Regions from separate parts of the Sus scrofa genome. Here all the other regions are linked to region 3. A link is a contact called in public Hi-C and HiChIP or PLAC-seq data. All regions are on one chromosome and are shown on one strand. Each heading gives the region's core, a stretch centred on a gene start, on an enhancer-like site or on the middle of the called end of the contact. The rest is flanking DNA. Distances are from core to core; before and after follow the strand shown. Region 1 holds the start of ABHD17B (abhydrolase domain containing 17B). Region 2 has its middle 130 kb from the start of TMEM2. Region 3 holds the start of TMEM2 (transmembrane protein 2).

Region 1 (3,946 bases), core at 563-3,062, 150 kb after region 3:
CTTCCAAAATTTTACCAACAAGCAGAGTTGGGCACCCAAATTATAATACTCGCAGTTGAAATAATTACCAAAATATTAGGTATTAGATAAATCACCTCAATGAGTTTAAGCTACAAACACATATGGAGACAAACTCTTTACAGAGAAAAGTTCGTTTTAAGTTTTCTTGTTACTTGCTAATGTAAACAGATGAATGCTATGACAACATGTACCTGACTTTTTACTCAGACTCATTAAGTAGTTTTTAAATGCTGAAACAAGATCTCCACATTCTTGAAGGCTTTAAAAATCAATCAGTGAATTATCTTGCAGATCAAGTATTGTTTACTACAAAAAAAAAAAATTAAAAACGAGTATCTTCACATAAGCTAACAGCCAAAATTCACAAGCCACCCTCCCTGTATTCCGTTACTCATCCTTCTGCTTAACAAATCCACCTCACACTTAAATCAATGCGTCATTTAAAAAAGTTTTGTCCTGCCATTGGCAAAAATCACTATGGATCAAAGCTCTGAACTTTTTTAAAAACAAGCCAAGGTTAAACTCTCTTCTTTACAAAAGGCCTTCACAACAATAAATCTAACTTGACAGAACTTTTCGTTTCAGGGTTAAAAAAATTCAAACAATAATTTTTCAATTCAAAGACAATTCCTAATGAGCCTACGCCAGAGTTTGAAAAAGACAAGAGTGAAGTTCAACTATGGAGAGAAGAAGACCCCATGACGGCTGGACCACAATACCCAAATCACCAAGCACCGGGTAGATATGATCTAAAATCGAGGCTGGCACACGCGAGGACATTCAGGAGAAAGCTTTCAGCCATCGCGAATCTCACAGTGGGCCATGGAGGGGAATGGGAACCTGGCCCCAGCTTTCCGTCCACAGAGAGAATAGCAAAGGAATGAAATTAGACCTTTCTCTTAAGGGAGGACCCAATACCTTCCCCAGTTCGTCTGTCCGTCCTTCCGCCCCCAAACTACTGCAGCCTCACCGACCGCAGGACTTTCCTATCTCTTCCCTTCACTGAACCACCAGACAATCTTCTCAAAAACCTAGATCCGATCGGGAGTAGTTTCCCCGCCTTTCGCCGGCACGGAGAGGGATCCCGGGCGCCAACAACAAAGACGACTCCCGCTCCCCTCCCCCCGCTCAGCCCCGGCTGGTCCCTCCCGCGCTGCAGCTCCGGGCCTAGCGCCCCCTCCCCGAGCCGGGCCGCAGCGCCCCGACCCCCCGCGGCCCCACGCACCTGCACCTGAGGGCCGCAACCAAGGCGTCAGGCAGAAAGGGCCGAGAAGGAACCTCTGCCGCCGCGCTGTCCTCTACAAGGCGCGTTCCGCTCTGCTGCTGCTGCTGCCTCTGCCGGACTCTCCCGGCCTGCAGGCGGGCCCGGCCGAGGAGGGGGACAAGGGCTGCAGCCCCCGGCGCCGGGACGAGGAAGGACGGCGGCGCTCGGGGGAGCCGGCTCGCGCTCCCGAGTCTCGCCTCGGGCCGGCCCTGTTCCTTTACACAGGTTGGCGTTCTGCTGACTAACGGCCCCGGCGCGAGGCGCTGGAGTGGCCGCCACCGCCGCCGCCGTCGGCTGCTGTTGGGCCTCACGTCCCGCGCGGCCGTGGTCGCAGCGCCCGCCGCCACCTCCCTTACTGGCACTGCAGACACCACCTAGAACCAGCCAGGTCTTTCTTCTCTTTAGTCCTTCTTTCCTGGCTCCTCTTCAGCCTACCGGCCGCGGGGTTCGCTCTCGAAGTGGGAGACAGGGACGCTGGAAAGGAACCTAGGGGGTAGCAGAGCGCTCGCTAAACTACGAGTTGGTCACTGGAGGAAGGTGCCAAAGCTGACCCGGGCTCCAGCCTGGGAGCGGGCCGGGGGAGGGACGCAGTCCAGCTTATCCCAATTTCCACCAATCACAAGCCGCCCAGAGGAGTCTGGCCCCGGGAGAGGCTGAGCTAAGTCGGCAGGAGGCGGGTATTGCGGAAAAGAGGAGCCAATAGAAGCAAATCTTCTCCGCCCCTCCGCTTTGATGGACTACCACATTCGGACCAATGGGGAAATTCTCGCTTCGAAGAAAGTAGGATGTATACCCAGGGTTAGAGAGAAAAACCTTGAGGAGGGGGAGGGGTCGAGACTCGGCCTAGTGAAAGAGACAGGAGCTGAGGGGCTGGAGGGCGCCCTTTGACCTCTGCGAGGAGTCACGTGGGCTGCCGGGGCGGGACCAGACAGGCTGGATAAGTTACTTCCGGGTCGTTGACAGAAGCTTGAACTCGGTGGGGTAGTTACTGGCGTGGTAGTCTTCCTTGCATCTTCTTGTCTCAGCTCGAGAAAATTGTGGTTTCTGCGATGAGTTCCCAGAAAGGGAACGTGGCTCGTTCCAGGCCTCAGAGGCACCAGAATACCTTTAGCTTCAAAAATGACAAGTTTGATAAGAGTGTTCAGACCAAGGTAGGAATTTGCTGCACTCAATCTGGAAGGAATGGTTCACTGGAGGGGAAAGAGGAATGAGAGGAGTTGGCGAGGGCGAATGTGGACTGCAGCCCAGAGTTAGTTTTGGCTGCAGTGCAGCCCTTTCTAAAATAATGTTCTCACGCCCTTTCTTTGACCTGCATGTGTTATCTCCTCGTAAATATATTTGGCGGTCAACATTTAGATGATTGTACAGAGTAATCGGGACCCTCATCAAACCTAAAATGCAAATAGGAAACTTGAGTAATTGAACGCTCCCATCTGGATCACATATTTCCAGTAGAAATACGAGAATTATGGCGCGCGTCTCTTTCAAATGTTGCACCAAGTTTATGCTGTCCTTATTTCTTTTTGGAAAGCCCTAGGCCCATAGCTTTGTAGAAAGGGTGTGAAAGCTCTGAAGTGCTCTTAACCTCAGTGTCCACACCAACATAATGGGACTATCGCTCTCATTTGTAAGATTGTTTTGAGAATCAAACTATTTGATGAATATAAAAATGATTGTCTTGCTGTTTATATTACTTTAGCAGATTTCTTTAGGTTGAAAGAAAATTCAGACTGTATAGCTTGCCAGAGGTCTAGGGTCTCTACTAATTTGCTAGAGCTCTTTCCCCCTCCTCCCATAGCTGTAGGGAGGGGAGATAATTGAAGACAAAGGCAGTTTGGGGGCCACCATCACATCGCATAAACCTGATATTAACATAAACTGAAGCTCAGATTTGCTAGGGTGTGGCATAAGCGAGTTATTTAATATTTTTTTTTCTGAGTCTTCTTTTGGTCTCAAATGAGAAACCTTCCAGTTTTGTTGTGAGGCTAATCTAAATGATATACATAAATTATCTGGATCATAATAATTGTCCAACAAGTGATTAATTTGTCAACATTGGCTATGAAAGTGAAGTGACTGTTTATGGCAACCAGTGACCTTTTCCTATCTTCACTATACAGATATTTAAGCATCTTCACTATACAGATATGAACACTTTATGTGCAAGGTCCTATGTAAGTATGTGTACAGTGTTCAAAAGAGCTGACTCTGTCTTCAAAGGACTTATAGTTTTTTCTGGGTCATTGGACAGTAAGCACAAAGATGTATAATTATAAATTATGATAAATTCTGATAAAGGGAAGGACATTTGAATAAAGAAGAGTAAGAAGGCATATTTTCAGTTGCCTCATATTTTCAGTTGTCCTACTAAGAGGACCTCATCTTTCCCTTAATTAGGTTCAGATTCACAAAGAAAACCTGGGAGTTCTCATTGTGGCTCAGCTAGTTATGAACCCAACCAGTATCCATGAGGATGCAGGTTCAATCCCTGGCCATGATCAGTAGGTTGAGAATTCTAGATCCTTAGGTCAGTGGCACAGGTCCCAGATGTGGCTCAGTTTCGACCCCTGGCCTGGGAACTTTCATATGCTTGGAGCAGCCAAAAAGAAAAAAAAAATTAGGAAAAAGAAAAAAAGAAAGAAAACCTGGAGCAGTATTTGG
Region 2 (4,306 bases), core at 724-3,223, 130 kb before region 3:
AACAAAGCTATGAGTTATGTCCTACTTTTAATCCTCATTTTGAAATAAGGAAGCTGAAGAGCAGAAGTATAATAACTTGCCAAGGTTTACATACATAGTGAGTGACAAGAGCTAGGATCCAAGTCTGGTAGCTTTCCATGACACCATATTGCTATTATATATTTCAATTAGCATCTTCTGATAGATTTTTATTTTCCTTCACATAGTGAAGAATAAGGCACTTCAAAACAAGGGAACAATCACAAATATTATTTTATCACATGTGAAGGCTGCTACAAATGGATGAAAACACAGTATGAGAGTCAGACTTCTGATTGCACACTTGTATGATAGGAGGCAAAACTTGGGAATTTCAGAAAACAAACTTTGCACTATAAGGAGCTATAGAAACCCCTCAATAAATCCTAATATATACACTGAATTTCTATAACATTATAATTTTAAAAAGTAGTCATTTTAGGCTTTTGCAAAAAAAAAGTCACTAGGTAAAAACTATAAATAGATGAGTAAACTGTCTTCTACACTATTTTGCTTTTCTCAGAAAATTTTTTTCATAGACTTTATCATCTGGATTGTTTTACTTGTAAACGAACTTTTATTTTTAGATATGTATATATTCAGATATAGTTTTACATAAATGCATAAATGTGGGGGGCTTCTCTGTTGTTGTTTGACTTTTTCAAACTTTTACCTTCCCTCTACATACATCAGCCCTTATTCCCACCCCAAGGGAATCTGCATTTAACACTTAGGTCTGTATCTTTTCACAAATTATTTATGTTCACATAATCCTATTTAATCCTACATATACATTTATATGTACACATCTATGCAGTACAGTGACAAGTCTGGAGGGCATTGTTTTATAAGAGTAGTTCACATTATTTATGCTTTTTTGCATGCTGCTTTTCTCCCTCAACTCTTCATGGAAACCCTTCCAAGTTGACTAGGATTGCTGTAATCTATTCTTCTAAAATGGGAGTTCTTGCTATGGCTTAGCAGGTTAAGAACCAGACATAGTGTCTGTGAGGATACAGGTTCAGTTTCTGGCCTTGTTTGGTGCGTTAAGGATCCAGCATTGCCACAGCTGCAGCGCAGGTCACAAATGCAGCTCCTATTCAACCCCAGCCCCAGGAACTTCCATATGCCACAAGTGTGGCCTTAAAAAGAAAAAAATAATAATAAATTAAATTAAATGGCTATATGGAGTTCCCTTGTGGCACAATGGGTTAAGGATCTGGCACTGTCCGTACAGTGCCTCGGGCTGCTGTTCTGGTGCGGGTTCCATACCTGACCTGGGAACTTCGACACGCCATGGGTGCAGCCAAAAAAGAAAATAACTGTATTGTATTCCATAACATATTTATATTATATTTATATAATATAAATCATGCTCCTTTGGTAAGAAATGTTCTTTTCCTTTTGGCCACTAGAGGACACCAGTGAAGCAGTGTCAAGTTCAGCAGAGTCCAGTCTGGGGTGAAGATCTGGGGACATATTTGTTATTAAATTTGCTTCTTCATCCTCACTGTCCTGATCAAGGTTTTACTCATCCTCAGCTCAGGGAGGGAACCCAGCCCTCTTTGGCTATCTCCAAGCAGTTTATTACCATTCCAGCCTCAGTGGGATGTAACAAATTCACCACAGTTCTTTTTCAGAGTCCCTTCAGTTGTTCACAGGCCCAGAGGAAAAGACTCTATAGAAATATGATAATCAGCATAACCAACAAAAACAGACACCCTCACTGCTGTCACTGCAATCACCATAACTTATGGGGAAAAAAAAAAAAAAGCCAATCATCAGGTTAAGACCTTGACACATTTATCTCACTTTATCTTCACAATCCTAAGTAAACACAACTGTTACCCCATTACACAGATGAAGATTGTGGTACAGAGATAAGAGACACACACAGACCCAGACCCTATGGAGGTCCAGGGACTTTCCTCATTCCTGTACTGTCTGTCACTGGGTGTCTCATCCTAGATCTCTATCTTCAACCCCTGGCACCACCCATCTCAAACCAAATCCAATCCAAATTCCCTACAGTTTTCCAAAGACTGAGCTCCTGAGAACTCTGCATCTGCATTTGCTATTTCTGCTGTTCCCATAAGCCTTCCTCAGCTTCCCAGGGGGCATCACCTAACCCCGATCAACACTTTATCTTCCAGGCAAACTCCTCCTCCTTCAAAAAAGGAGCCAGACTATTTTGTCCTGTCTGTGAAGCTTCCCCAGTTAGCCTTAAAAGCTTCTTGTATCTCCAGATACTTATATAATACCTCTACTAGAAAGTTCTATAGCCAAATCTTACTGTTCTTAGTATTCCTGTGCCTGGCACATCACAGATGTTCAGTATATGTTCATAAATGAATAAATGACTGAATGAATGAGCTGTAAGGCCTCTTTCTTTAAAAAAAAAAAAAAAAACTATAGAGTCAAACCCAATTCTTAGCAGCATAAAATAAATAAATAAAAGCCAATAGACTTGGGTCACTTCCTTTCTGGGAGGATTTCTGTGACAAATCCATTTACCAAACCAATCACTAGCAAATAAAGAGCTGCTGGCTTTTGTTCTGCAGCTGAGCCTGCAGTGCTCTTTGCCTGTGGATCTGGACAGTTTAAATTGAAGAAAGAAAGAATGTGTCAGGCTGTTCACATATGCCTAGGGTCTGCTATTAGTTGCTGCTGAGAGAGAAGGTGCAATTTTTATTAGAACAGAAGTACTTCAGGCTCCAGAATTACAAAGCAGTTATTGGGAGTGGGGGAGCAAAGAGAAAATTTGTCTTTCATCAGAAAAATTTGAGGTAAAAGTGGATATTATTTTTCTCTTAAAAACACAAGCAGAAACTGTTTGGCTTGGTTGGTCTTACTTATTATTTCCTCTTGCAAAAGGCTTACCAGTCCTCCTGGGGAAAGACATGAAGACCCAGCAATGTGAAAGTCCCTGGGCCCACAATTAGAAATGTTCCTTCTCACGCAGTGTTTTCTTTTCTGTATACTCCAGATGCCACTAATCAGAACACTCAATTATTAATCCACTGACCAGGGGCAGTGCTCTCTGCTGCCCAATAATACAACATTCTCTGGCAGCTCATTCTAATAAGAAACTTGGTTACTGTTTCTTGGTTACTGTTTACACCCAAAATACAATTGGAAGTCAAAGTCCAAGTTGAATTTGCAGCCAAAATGTATACATTCAGAGGTATTGTGAGGAGACATTTAGAGAGTTTTCCCTCTCTGAAAGAAGTTGGCTTCCTAATTTTTTGTATGTTTCAATTTAAATTAAAAAAAAAACTCATATAAAGCATTTTTTTTCTTTTTCGTGCCCCCAACTTTTAAATGCATTTTTAATACCACAGAATCAGAGATCTGGATGGCAGCTCTAAACATTATCTGCCCCACACAGGCAAAACACACCTCATCCCTGGAAGCAAACCACCCATCCTTTCCTCAGGACTATCTCAAAGGAACATCATACTCCGGTGCATCCTGCTATCTCTTGGCCCAATTTGCTTCCTTGAGGCTTAAATACCATTGTCTTCATTTCCTCTGCTATTCAAGGAGGAGCTTAGCTTTTCCATTGCTTTCATTTCCTCTGCTGCTCTAGTAGAAGCTTAGTTTTCTTTGTCTCCAGAGTCATTGTGAGCTTTGAGACTATAGAGGGAGTTGTCTATAGACGGTTCCCTGTGTGCTTTGTGCTGTTTTGTGCCTCTGGGTCTTTGCACGCACTGTGCCATATGCCTGGAAATCCTCTCTTTACTTAACGGTTCACCCTCTCCTTGCAAGTTCTGAAAGAGTAAGAGCTCCTTCGGAACTTGCAAAACCCAAATCCCATATAAAGAGCCTCCTCATACCCACGTTCTGCCACTCCCCAACCTAGGATATTACTTACTAACTCCTGAGTGCTACCAACAACTCTTCTAAAGCAGAGCTGTTCTAAATGTAGTCCTTGGACCAACGGGAGTAGTAGCATCACTTGAGAGATTGTTAAAACTATAAGCCTTCATGGGCCCCACTTCAGACCTACTGAATCATTTTATCTAGAAGTGGGGCCTGGAAATCCGGGTTTTAACAGGCTTACTTAAGTTTAAGAAGCACTATTCTACAGTAGTTTAATCTCAGATAACCTTTGGCAATTGTGGATTTAATATTCTTGGTAGACCAGAAAGTTTATGACATGGAGTTATCATTTTACAAAACTAGAACAAAATCCTATGGAGGTCATTTAGTGAAAAGGAATCCATTACATTATATTGGAATGATTCTTTGAATGTTTGTATTATATCAGCCACAAAGTCTCGATCCA
Region 3 (3,686 bases), core at 550-3,049:
CTGAGGCCAAAACTATGCAATGCACATTCCACCAACTTTTCACTGTAGTTGGCTTCCTGTGGGGTTTATTCCCCCAAGCTAACCCTCTCCAGAAAGTTTAAGGCTGTTCACACCGACTTTCAAAGGTCCATTGTTTCCATCCCCGTAAAAGTAATGAAAAGAGAGAGGGAGAGAAAGAAATCAAGACTTGGTTCCCAGAGACCCTTTCTTATGGAGAGGACTTACTCCGGAGGAGTTTTGTTACTCCTAATCCAAAGAGGGGAAGGCGACCCGCGGGGGGAGCGCAGGAGGGTGCTGTGTGGGGCAGGAGGAAGTTTGCCGTTTCTGTAGGAATGCCCAAATGCCTGACTGCCAGGAGCCGGAAAGCCGGGAAGGTGCGGAGGACCACGGTGCGCGTCCTCGCAGTGGCCCCCAGCGGCTGCCAGGGAAGCGGGGGGCGGGGAGTGGGGTTAGCCAGTGACCCCATTGCTTCTTACCTTCCCCTCCCCCGCTTAGCGTCGGCTAATTCAGGTGCCTACACAGCAGTCCAAAGCGACGGAGCTGAGCTCCTGGCGTCCCCAAGTCCGGATCTTCTCTCCATGGCCAGAGAGCCCTTCCAGCACCGTCGCCCGCCGCCGCCGCCGCGGATGCCGCTGCTGCTTTTACGCAACTGGCAGCCGCAGTCTCTGCCTGGAGGTGAAACCCTCTCCTCCCGGGAATGACGCGCACTTCCCTCTGCCTCCGCCTCCTCCTCCTTCAGCCCGGAGCCGCGGGGGTAAGGGCCTCGGCTCGGGCTCTTCCCCGAGCAGCTGCTGTTTCTCCTTTCCGTCCCCTCGGGAAGGAAGAGGAGGAGAATCGTGGCCCGAGCAGCAGGGCCAGAGCGTCCCCGCGACAATGGGGAAGGGGCGGCAGCACGGGTCAGAACTGGGTCCCCGGGAGTCGCGCTTGTCTCTGGTCGGCGGGCGCCGCGGCTCGCTAGGGTCGCGCTCAGCCTCCGCCAGCCAGACAAGCGGCCCGGCTCGGCAGGGCCGAAGGCTGGGGATTGGCCGGGCGGGCGGGGGAGACGAAGAAGGCGGAGGGAGAGGAGGAGACTGCGGCCGGAGGAGGCGGTGGCCGCGCAAGGCTCCTCCCGCTGCTAGAGCTCTGCGCCAGAAGCAGACACTAGGGCTCAGCGCCTCTCGCTGTGGCGCCCAGGAACAGCACCAGACCGCACAGCTGCCAAAGCAAGCCCCCCAACGAACGAGCCTCGCAGTGACTGCAGCTGCTAGAGGTATCCCGCAGCGCGTACCCGGCCTGACGGAACGTGAGCCTGCGCTTCCATTACCTCCGGAGTTCAGGCGGATCCTTCGCACCCATCACCTCCCAGCTGAGCCCTGAACCTCAGCTTCTCAGCTGAGCTTGACTGTACACCTCCATCACCTCCCGGCTGAGCGTGACACTGCACCCCAACACTCACAGCTGACCCTGACATTTCGCCGCCCATCATTCTAAGGCTGAGGTAGGCATTACAACCCCATCACCTCCCGGCTGAGCCCACATCTGAAGGCTGAACTGGACATGCCCCTTCATCGCTCCTGGCTGAGCCAAGCTCCCCACCAGCATCCCCAAAGGGACTTCCACAACTCGTGAAAAATTTCTGAGTTCGGCCACTGCATCACGGCTGCCCCCACCTGGCCAGTCACAGGCGCTAGTTTCTTGGCCTCTTCTGCACTTAGCTTGCTCTCGGACTCGGGACCGCAACGTAGAGCGGTCCCGGCATCCCACTCTCACACCAGAATAAATATGCCTACGTCTCCCCACGCCCCCTACCGCGCCACTCTGGAGTGGCTGCCACTTGAAGGAGTGGCGCTGAAAGCCACTCCCTGGCCCGCCCCAACACCGAGGGACCTAAGGATGCCTGAGCCGCCGGGGCTACAATCTTGGAATTAAACAGCCCGGGCCGCCGTCACAACTGGAGTTGCACTCACCCAGGCAAGTCTTGATTCCCGCTGAGGGCGCGGCCGGGACTTGATCAGTCAGACCCATGAGGTTCCAGGCTAGTGACAGCAGCAGGACTGCCAAATCCAGGCTGTCGTCATCTACCACTTAATTCGGAATTGAAAGTTTTCCCGCTAGGGAACTCTTTCAGTGAATACTGTGCAGATTCTCCATCCTTTTAATAAAAACTCAGTCATGTAACCATGGTACACCCAGCAGGCGGGAAGGGGAATTCCCTATTTCGAGGGTTTGGGTTCTGGATTTTATTCTAATATATGTTTCTAAATCTCTGCTGATAAAATTCCCCTGGAGCACTTCGAAAATTTTGGATTCACACACCTCCACCACGTACTGGATTAAGAGGTGCGGGGAATATGAAAGTTTGAGAAATAATGCTAGAGTGCATCTTGGAATTAAATAAAACCTTGAGGGGAAAATGCCTCTAAAATAGCAATTCGGTCTAGTGCTGAGACCTTAATGAAACCACCCAACTCTGGGAGTCACTGTCCCTTCTGGGAGAGGAAGGAAGTTTCTTAAAATAAACCCGATGGTTTTGAATTATAAACTGGGGAGAACAAAGGACTACTTAGTAGTCTTAAGGCGAAATGTCCAGGATCATGCCTTGTAAAGATAGGGCAGGAACTGTGCCATCCTATGTGGTAGGCTAAAAATTAGCCCCCCAAAGATGCCATAGCCTAAGCACTAGAACCTAGAAATGTCCCCTTATACAGAAAAAGGATCTTTGCAGATTAAAGATTTGAGTTGAGATTACCCCGGGTCCTCAGAGTGGCCCTAGCTGTAGTCTCGTGTATCCTAATAAGGAAGGCAGGGAGGAAAAGGCAATGTGACCATGAAGGCAGGGATTGGAGTGATGTAGTCCCAAATCAAGGAATGCCAGAAGCCACCAGAAGCTGGAAGAGGCAAAGAAGGATTTTTGCCCTAGAGCTTCCACAGGGAGAGAGTCCTGCTTACACCTTGATTTCAGACTTCTGGCTTCCAGGAGCCTGAGAGAGTAAATTTATGTTGTCTTAAGTCACCAAGTTTGGGGTAATGTGTTACAGCAGCCACAGGAAACAAATATATCCTGTGGTTTGTGCGGTGCCAACTTTATGTTAAAATGCCCATTTTCTGAATCTTTATTATGTGTCAGGCACTTTGCTTAGAGTTGAGACATTTCATATAACCCTTCCAAAAATTACTATTCCAATTTTAGAGATGAGGACACTGGGACTGAGGAAGTTTAAGGAGCCTGTCAAGTTCACACAGGAGCCTGTTGGAATTAAGTCTGCCAACAATTCAAACATCAAAAAGAACAATTAAAATTTCACATAAACTATTTTAATGAAAGTTTTGGTTTTAAAGAGGACTTCCTTCCATAACCCATATCTATTGCCAAAACCAAAGAAAATGGAAATTGATAGTAGGGAAGGCTTCACATGTAAGGGGAGGGCAGGGAATGTAGGGGAACTCTCTGTACCTTCTGCTTTTTGTTTGCGAAACTAATACTGCTCTAAACAAAGTCTATTAACAGAAAAGGGGTGGGGAGGGAGATTGAATCTTTGTGTTACCTGCCTTTGAGAATTGTATAAACTTTTGTTCTTAGATATTTATCTAGAACATGAAGAATCAAAGATCCTTTAAAAAAAAAAAAAGAGGCAGATGGTTTTTGGAAACTAACGTGAAAGGAAGTGACAAAGGAGAAAAAACAAAGTGAGAGGTCACCAAATGGA

Evidence for each region. A called contact is a pair of places that touch in the nucleus more often than the background predicts. HiChIP or PLAC-seq counts read pairs in DNA pulled down with a chosen protein or histone mark.
Region 1: a contact with region 3 is called in an H3K27ac HiChIP or PLAC-seq map of alveolar macrophages. The contact joins the promoter of ABHD17B here to the promoter of TMEM2 in region 3. A contact is called at or near these places in 3 of 47 Hi-C or Micro-C datasets (alveolar macrophages, blood and heart right ventricle) and 2 of 2 datasets of contacts at active chromatin or transcription factors (alveolar macrophages and skeletal muscle).
Region 2: a Hi-C map of retroperitoneal adipose tissue shows a contact between it and region 3, with 2.9 times the contacts expected there. The contact joins the enhancer-like site here to the promoter of TMEM2 in region 3. A contact is called at or near these places in 1 of 5 promoter capture datasets (liver), 25 of 47 Hi-C or Micro-C datasets (alveolar macrophages, blood, brain and 13 more) and 2 of 2 datasets of contacts at active chromatin or transcription factors (alveolar macrophages and skeletal muscle).

The regions. Positions count from the first base shown.
Region 1 is chr1:225,191,474-225,195,419 of Sscrofa11.1, forward strand. It overlaps ABHD17B (abhydrolase domain containing 17B), which reads right to left and starts at 1,813. Exons shown (of 4, transcript NM_001243558.1): 1 at 1,247-1,813. C1H9orf85 reads left to right here and starts at 1,949. Exons shown (of 5, transcript XM_021064833.1): 1 at 1,949-2,065. The coding sequence starts at 2,018.
Region 2 is chr1:224,907,743-224,912,048 of Sscrofa11.1, forward strand. No RefSeq gene overlaps it. Among named protein-coding and RNA genes, the nearest start is that of TMEM2, 130 kb to the right of the region's middle. Within about 2 kb of position 1,974, at least 12 of the 83 cell types and tissues checked have an H3K27ac peak or open chromatin away from gene starts, as enhancers often do. A contact at or near this core is called in alveolar macrophages, retroperitoneal adipose tissue and subcutaneous adipose tissue, where this site is marked.
Region 3 is chr1:225,040,579-225,044,264 of Sscrofa11.1, forward strand. It overlaps TMEM2 (transmembrane protein 2), which reads right to left and starts at 1,800. Exons shown (of 24, transcript XM_021064792.1): 1 at 1,650-1,800.